Regions from separate parts of the Zea mays genome. Here regions 2 and 3 are each linked to region 1. Evidence: chromatin contacts called from public Hi-C data. All regions are on one chromosome and are shown on one strand. The core of a region is the stretch at or near the end of the contact, and the rest is flanking DNA. Distances in the headings are between cores, read along the strand shown. Region 1 holds the start of LOC103638868 (probable histidine kinase 1). Region 2 holds the start of LOC100382475 (putative protein kinase superfamily protein). Region 3 holds the start of LOC100280309.

The links. Hi-C and Micro-C count contacts between places; a contact is called where the count stands out from the background.
Region 2: a Hi-C map of endosperm shows a contact between it and region 1, with 3 times the contacts expected there. The contact joins the promoter of LOC100382475 here to the promoter of LOC103638868 in region 1. A contact is called at or near these places in 2 of 25 Hi-C or Micro-C datasets (endosperm and tassel).
Region 3: a Hi-C map of tassel shows a contact between it and region 1, with 2.8 times the contacts expected there. The contact joins the promoter of LOC100280309 here to the promoter of LOC103638868 in region 1. A contact is called at or near these places in 2 of 25 Hi-C or Micro-C datasets (ear and tassel).

What each region holds. Positions count from the first base shown.
Region 1 is chr9:113,018,654-113,021,197 of Zm-B73-REFERENCE-NAM-5.0, forward strand. LOC103638868 (probable histidine kinase 1) reads right to left here and starts at 1,283. Exons shown (of 13, transcript XM_020544106.1): 1 at 787-1,283.
Region 2 is chr9:113,767,453-113,769,996 of Zm-B73-REFERENCE-NAM-5.0, forward strand. It overlaps LOC100382475 (putative protein kinase superfamily protein), which reads right to left and starts at 1,270. Exons shown (of 6, transcript NM_001175215.1): 1 at 813-1,270. The coding sequence starts at 861.
Region 3 is chr9:113,596,306-113,598,849 of Zm-B73-REFERENCE-NAM-5.0, forward strand. It overlaps LOC100280309, which reads right to left and starts at 1,270. Exons shown (of 12, transcript NM_001153235.1): 1 at 922-1,270; 2 at 600-739; 3 at 254-472; 4 at 36-176. The coding sequence starts at 1,231. It overlaps LOC100275724, which reads right to left. Exons shown (of 11, transcript NM_001371724.1): 11 at 2,230-2,544.

The DNA.
Region 1 (2,544 bases), core at 33-2,532:
TCATCAAGATGCCAAAAGGATTTGGCTTTGATGGAACATCTCAACAGAGTAGAAGCTTTGCTCAAGAAAACAAATAACAGCGCACTACCAAAAGCTGACACAAAACTCAGCTTTTAACGGAATTCTAAGCCATAAAGATGGAACCTTCCATTCCCTCAAGGCATACTGGATCATCTTTGGATCAAGGGAAGGATCGGTGAAAAAAAAAGTGCACAACCGAATCCAAGATTCTGGGGTTCTCCGGCTGTGGCCAAAATCAAACACTGCTGAATTACCGAACAAAACTAACTGATGAGTCACTAACACTGAGGTGCAAACCTGACAAAACTAACTTATACCCAACTAAACTGAACCCTCCAGGGGATAACACCCTAGTCTTTACGGATCAACTACGCGGCATACAGCTCACAAAGTCAAACACTTGGCCACCAAAGAAAGGCACCACAAGCTTAACTGAAATCAAGAAACAACGGTACGCCCAACTGGAAAACATACGTCGGAGACCTGATCCGAGTAGGATCCCCTGGTCTGATGGGCTAGACGATCTACCCATTCGACGAAATGCCGAAAAAAGATCAAGTGATCCTGGAGAGCTCAAGATCAAATCTCTCACCGCGCGACGGCCGAGCAAAGTTGGTACGCACGAAAGAGCAATAAAAAAACAGCCAAAACGGAACAGCTGGACTGAATAGCACTACGCCCGCCACCCATCCAACAAAATGCCTGGCCGGCCGGCCAGCACTCCCGATCAATAAACCTCGCGGCACGCAAGCAAGGATCGCCCACCTGGAAGAACAAGGCGCAGCTCGGGGAGACGCCATCCCAGACGAGTCGTCACGGCCTGGACGGACGGAGCAGAACTGAGCTGAGCTGCACGCGAGCACAGGAAGCAGGTGCGGGTCAATGCGACGGGGAGCAGAGCAGGAGCAGAGGCGAGGGCCGGAGGAAGAGGGTGGAGTTTGCAGAGGAGGATCTAATGGCCGCGAGCGGGGCGGGGGCGCAGCGTCCATGTGACGAGAATAGTATAAAATTTGCGCGGGGTGGCGGAGGGGCAGGCTGGGCAGCTGGTGCAAGGAATCGAGCCCGCGGGGGCGGATGGGCCATGTGCGCAGCGAAAAGAATTGCGCAACTGGCGACGCCCTCCGCCCGACTTGTTTAGTCTTCGCTCTCGTGGCTGATTTCTTTTTTCCGTTTCTCGCCGGCCAATCTGGCCGCCGCCCCGTGGTGGTGGTAGTGGTGGGCGCGGAGGGAAGCGACGAGGGGAGGCGGTTAATAAACGCGGCGGGGGAACCGGGCGGACGGGGGAGTTTTTTAAATGATGGCTGCGGTCGTGCGGGGTAACGAGCTCGCCGAGTCAGCCGCCTGAGTGCCTGGTACCATGCTTCTGGAGTTCTGGGCCATGGTCATGGTCTATTGGTCTCATGGACGTCCTAGCTTGGATTTGCGTCCGTATAATGTGACGACGCACAATTATATTTAATACCTATAAAAATAAATTTAATATTAAAGTAAACATATAATTCATATATTAAATATTAGAGTGATAAAAACAAATATTATATTTTATTTTATCTAAAAGGCCAACAAAGTTTATGAGTTCAAAAAGAGTCTAATCTGTTTTTTTATAGCTTGCTCGATCGCTTATTGTCCTTCAGCTAACGAGGTGATACATATGAGAGTCCTGAGTTATGTGTGGCTTTTTGTCGTATTATGTTTGAGTGATTTATCATAACACATATGTTGTGTAACAATCAGTAGCGGACCAAGCTGCTACGCTTAGGGTGTGCCGAAAAAATATAAAAAAAGAAACAAAAAAAACAAAGATCAATAAAACTCGAACCTTGACTGTCAAGTTCAAAAGATAGTATTTACATCACTATGCTAACTAATCTTATATGATCTTAGAGTGTGCCGTGGGCCACATAAACCACCCACTAGGTCCGCCCCTAGTAACAATATATAAGGCCCATTGTTGGACAAGAAGTGGGAGACAAGGATATATTTACGCGTTTTGTATGTGACGTAAGAAATTGGTGCTTTAAAAAGGATAAGGATTATCATATATTTTATTTTTCTAGTTTTACGTCCACTTTCTCTTTGATCAGTTTATAAAAACAATTTCGAGGTATTTTTTACCTTCTAAATATTTATTCCTATGAATTTCCCTTTTTGTTTGCGACAAAAAAGCATCGCTACGAATGTATAGTAGGGTCACAGTCCCGACAACACCCAAATGATTCGTACTACTATACTCCTTGGTCTAACATTGTTTTGTCTGATGCCGAAAATCCGGAAATCATGTGATTTTTATTACAAGGGCCATAAAAACTAACTAGCCCACTATTATCATAATAGAAAATTGAAATACTTTCATAGTTAAACAATTTTGGTGTACTTTTGGCTTACCTAGTAAAAATGAATAATTTTCATCGGTCATAACACAGTTGATGAAAATTATCTAATTTTATCGGTAAAAAGATAACAATTAGTAATTTTCATCAACTATCAGAAACCAGACCAAATATAATAGTGTCAAACAGTAGA
Region 2 (2,544 bases), core at 20-2,519, 750 kb after region 1:
TTTTTGGACAAGGCAATTTCTACTGAAACTCTTGAAGATATCAGCACAACTGCAGAGCTACCCATCATCAAAGTTTTGCTTTATAGGTTTGTCGTCTTCAGGATTAATTTGAGACATGTTTGACTAGCTTATCAAGAATCAATTCAAGATCAAGTTACCAGAATTGTCCAAGCACTACCTTGCAGGTACCAAATTATCTGCAAACTTTTCTGATGTTATTTGTACATCAAAATGTGAGCTGAGATTGTCTTATTCTTCCCCTAAAGTATGCCTTGAATGCAACTCTACAAGCAATGCATGGGTTTATTATGATATCACAGGTCTTCCACAGGACATCAAAGAGCGAAATTACACCATGTAAAGTTTGGGCGAAAAGAAGAAATTTGGTACTATAGAGCATAAAAATACGACATTGAAAAGGGAAAATTTAGGCCAAAATTGCTATGCATGGCACATCTCATCACTAATCACTTGTTACATGACATGAGTTCACAAGCATCGGGCATTTCTGTTACCCCCTCCCTCCCTCATCTTAAGGTGATTGTACCAAAACCCACTAAGCAAACGATAGCTAATCCACAACTAAATTACACAGGTGACACAGCAACTGATAGTAAACGCAAACTCTGTCACGCGGGCGGGGTCGAGGTGGCGGGAAGCAGGTGGCGGTGGCGCGGCGCGGCGCGGCGAGGCGGCTGGAGCCGCCGGCCGCGGGTGGTGCTAACCGGGGGCGGGAGCGAGTACGACGCCGGCGAGGTCGCGCGTTCACATGGGAATATGGGATGGGAGTAGGACAAGCAGAGAGCACGAACCTGGCCTGCTCTGGAGCCGGTGCTCCTCCTGCGAGAGGCATCCGCCCATGGGAACCTCCAAGATCGCGCCTTTCCCTCCAATCGAGCCCTAGTCCCTCCTTCCCATCGCCCGCCGCCGGCCAGATCCACGCCTCCAACAGCACCTTCGCTCGCACACCAACCGGAACCGACCTACTCGCAAACTCCCGCGGCTACCAACAGGCCACCTCGTCTGCCACAATTCCACCGGCGGCGGCAACCTGAACCGGCGCACTCGCGGCCCGAATTCGCGTAGCTCCTGCTGCTCTCCACGCTGGGTGCGCGTCCTCCACCAACCTGTCCCTCTGCCCTCCAACGCGTGGTTTTACTCCACTACCATCACTTCTTGGCCTTTATTTTCCGTGGGGGCTCCGCGTTGGAACGGCGAAGCGAAAGCGAGGGATGAGGAGAAAAGGGCGAGGAGGCGGAGTAGCTGTGTGCCAGAGCCCAGAGGGTTGGAATAGGTAAAAGAAAGCTGCTGCCGCGTACTACAAGAACAACAACGCGGGCCGCGGGGGCGGGGCGGGGCGGGGCGGGGCGGGGCGAGGCGACTAGGGGGTGAGCCGTTGAGGTTGAGGCAGTTTTTTTTTATCATCTTTATTGTTGCAACCGCGGTTGGGCTTTTGGTTGATGATGGATATGGTTAGAGAAACAATAGACAAATAAACAATGGCAGTGGTTTGGACTGTAATTGAATGGGGTTTAGTTTCTGCGAAACAAACACAGTTTTACGATTGTTCATCTTACTGCTTCATATATTACATATCCTGATATGACTATGATTATTACTTCCAATATTGTTAAATGCTTTAAAAACTTATGATTTAGATGAATAAACCCATATACGACCTTTTAGCTTCACTGTGTTTACTTAAACCATATTTCATGGAACTAGATTAATACTCATATTTTATAGTCTATGCTTGCCTACGCGAATTACATCGTGCAAGCAATTTTGTTTATTGGTGCAAATTATTACTCACTTCGTTATTTTTCCTTTATCGTGTTTTAGTTTAAAAATAAACGAGTGACCGATAAATATTTGACAAAGGAGGTAATATCTATTTTGCTTCATCTTCTTAAATTTGCCACTATGTGTGTCTCTTAGGACATGATTAACCTAGCATAACATAGATATGGTCATAGAGCCTATTACCCATAGATGACTCATTAAATAATACTCGTTGCACATGAGTAAAATAATGACCATTCTAAGGAACTAGTTGTGAAGTAAATTAAACAAAAAAATTTATGAGTTCTAATTGGACGAGAGTAAATCAGAGTTCTTTCTACATTTAAAGTTTGCATCTTAGTTAAAACAACGTTTTACTATAACTGAAGCAGAACAACATGATATCACGATTCTAAGCTGCAACTTTCTGATACAGAAATATGTTTGTCATTTCATTTTGTTGCCTTTGGAAATAACGAAATGAAATCGTTTTTCCACAGAGGTACTTCTTTTCTCTAGTCATCGTTCCGAACAAAATTTGAACTCAGATTATTATCAATAACTTGTTTGAATTGGTTCAATCTACTCTAAAGGCTAGTTTAGCAACTTTATTTTTGAAAGAGTTTCTCATTTTTTCAATAAAAATTAGTTCATTTTTCCTTGAAAATAAAAATCCTTAAAAATGGGATTGTCAAACTAGTCCTCGCATGTCTTGAGTGTTCGGGTCAAATTTTGCTAGAAAATATTCATGAATGTTCCTTA
Region 3 (2,544 bases), core at 20-2,519, 580 kb after region 1:
AGCACAACTAGCTACAAGCCTACAGCTAAACCTGCCTTCGTAACACTGGGGCCTAGTGACTCCAGTGTTGGTACTGTCCCCCATCCTCCAATCTCATCTATGCTGGAACTAGGGGGTGGACCGAGCGACGTTGGCAACTTGGCGCAGTTCCTAACTGAGCACTTCGATTCAACTGCCTGGCAAGAAGCACGGCTTCATCATTTAACCATTACGCCTGCAAAAAAGGCCTAGAATTTGCAAAGAAAATCGCAACCTTTCTGAACTGTGTGTACACGTCTGGCAAGCTGCTAACTGGGAACGGGAGGTCATCGATGTGGTACATTGTTGCTCCCCAGATGAGCTGCAACCTGGGGTTCAGAGGCCTCTTCGGGACAGATGCTCCTCCTTGAGCAATCTGGACTTGTTCCAAGCCTTTGCTCACTAGGCGTTCGACGAGGAGCTCTTCGCTACAGGTTTCCTTATGAGCGTATATCTGGAGACACATCGCTTACTGACTTAACCTTTGGTGCCTGTCATGAGTTTAGTACCTAAAGATCCAGAATTCAACTATGCTAACATTGGTTGAGAGATAAATATGAGGGTGCAGAAGGGGAACCTACTGTGTGTGCACTGACGGCCTTTGCAATTGAAGGAAGGATCTCTTCAGGCTTGCCATGCCGGACTAGCAAATCGAGGCCCTTTTTCCTCAGGCTCTGCTTCAGGTCTCCTAAACACTCTATCAAGAACTGCGCCCTCAATGCTGAACAGGTGATTAAGTTTCACCAAACACAAACAAATACACGTAAATCACCAATATTTTCTAATCAGGCTATGCTTGCTTGCAGTTGGCTCTACGACGACAACAGATCAGCATTACCCCTGACCTACTCAAATCCCAGAAGCAGCAGCAACGAGCAAAATGCAGAATCGCTAGGTCCTCACCTCCCTTCTTGGGGAACCCAAAGTAATGCGTGCTCCCCGCAAAGACCCGCGGATCGACACAGTACACCGGCAGGACCGCCTCGGAAGCCGCCCATGCTCGCAGAAGCGCCTCGTTATCGATAACTCGGAGGTCGTTCCTGAACCACACGACGGCCACCCCGACGCCGCCTCTCCTCAATAAGCTCGGCGACGTGTACCTCCGGAAGGCTTCATCTGCCACTGCGCAGGCCTCGTCGGCGCCGAGGGAAGGCACCGACACCGCCGCACCGCGCACCGAACGGGACGAGGAGCTCGAGGGGGAGGCGCTCATGGTGAGGAAGCGAAGATTGGAGGGTGGGCTCGGGAGGAGGAGGAATCGGGGACGGAGAGGGGAAGAGGAGATGTAGTGGAGCATTTCTTGATTGGACTGGTAGTGGTAGTTGGGAGTTTTGAGAAGTGAGGGGGTGGTTTGGAAAGTTGGAACCGGAAGGTGGAGGGAAGAGCGGAGAATGGTGCCGCGTGTCCGGGTTCTACTGGTGCTACGTGGCTTGATGTGGGCCTACTGAAATAGGTTGTGGATATTGTAGGCCTGGGTCGAATTAAGACGGATGGGTCCATCGTCCACATGTCAGTGTCTCATCTGGGAGATGGAAAATGTACTACTCCATCCATTTAAATTAAAATTCGTTTTAGATATCATCTCTATCCTAAATTAAAATTTGTTTTAGATAATTAATAGATTCATAATAACATTATATATGAGTTATATATATATTTCTAGATTTATTATCTATTTAAATATAGACGTAACAATCAAGAACTAAAATAAACTGAGGTAATATATTATCTCCTAAAAAAATATAAATATTATGTTTTGTGATTCTGTATTAGCTGCGGCTGAAATGCGCTTACTTCGCTCAAATAACTTTTTGCTATGGTTCACCAAAACGACCGTAGACAGTTGATTTAGAAGTTAATTATCACATGTTACCTAACAGAAGTTAATAATAAAAAAAGTAAGAAATATTTTCCTATTAAACATATCTAACATACATATGTATACGCTCTATTTTAAATTAAGTGCATAGCAAAATCTAATACATAAAAAAATCAAAATAACTTTGTTAAAAAAACAAGATGACTTATAATTTAAAACAGATAGATCATCATTCACGTGTCAGTGTCTCATATTGGAGATGAAAAATGTACTCTACTAGTATATCTCCTCTAGCAGCAGCTCAAATACGCTTACTTTGCTGAAAATTGATCACAGTGAAATTTAAGAAATGCTAACACCTAATTCAGTAGAACGCATGATAAAAGATTTAATAGTGACAAAATTAAGACTGCATTTGTGATACATCTGTTGTAATCTCTGTGTCTACAAAGAATGGATCATATCATGACAGTATAACACTCTGACAAAAACTGTTCTCCAAGAATAAAGAACTAATGAGTTGGGAGTTGGGTGGAAGACTATGGAGACATACATTGAACACGATAAATTACTATGAGGGCAGTGCCATTCTATAAACATCGCTGTGGCCGTTTTACCCATGACTCAGCTCCAAGCCATCACAGCTGTTGCAGTTGTACCGGTATCTTCAGGCCCAGATCCTAATAAGTACGGACTTCACAATTTAC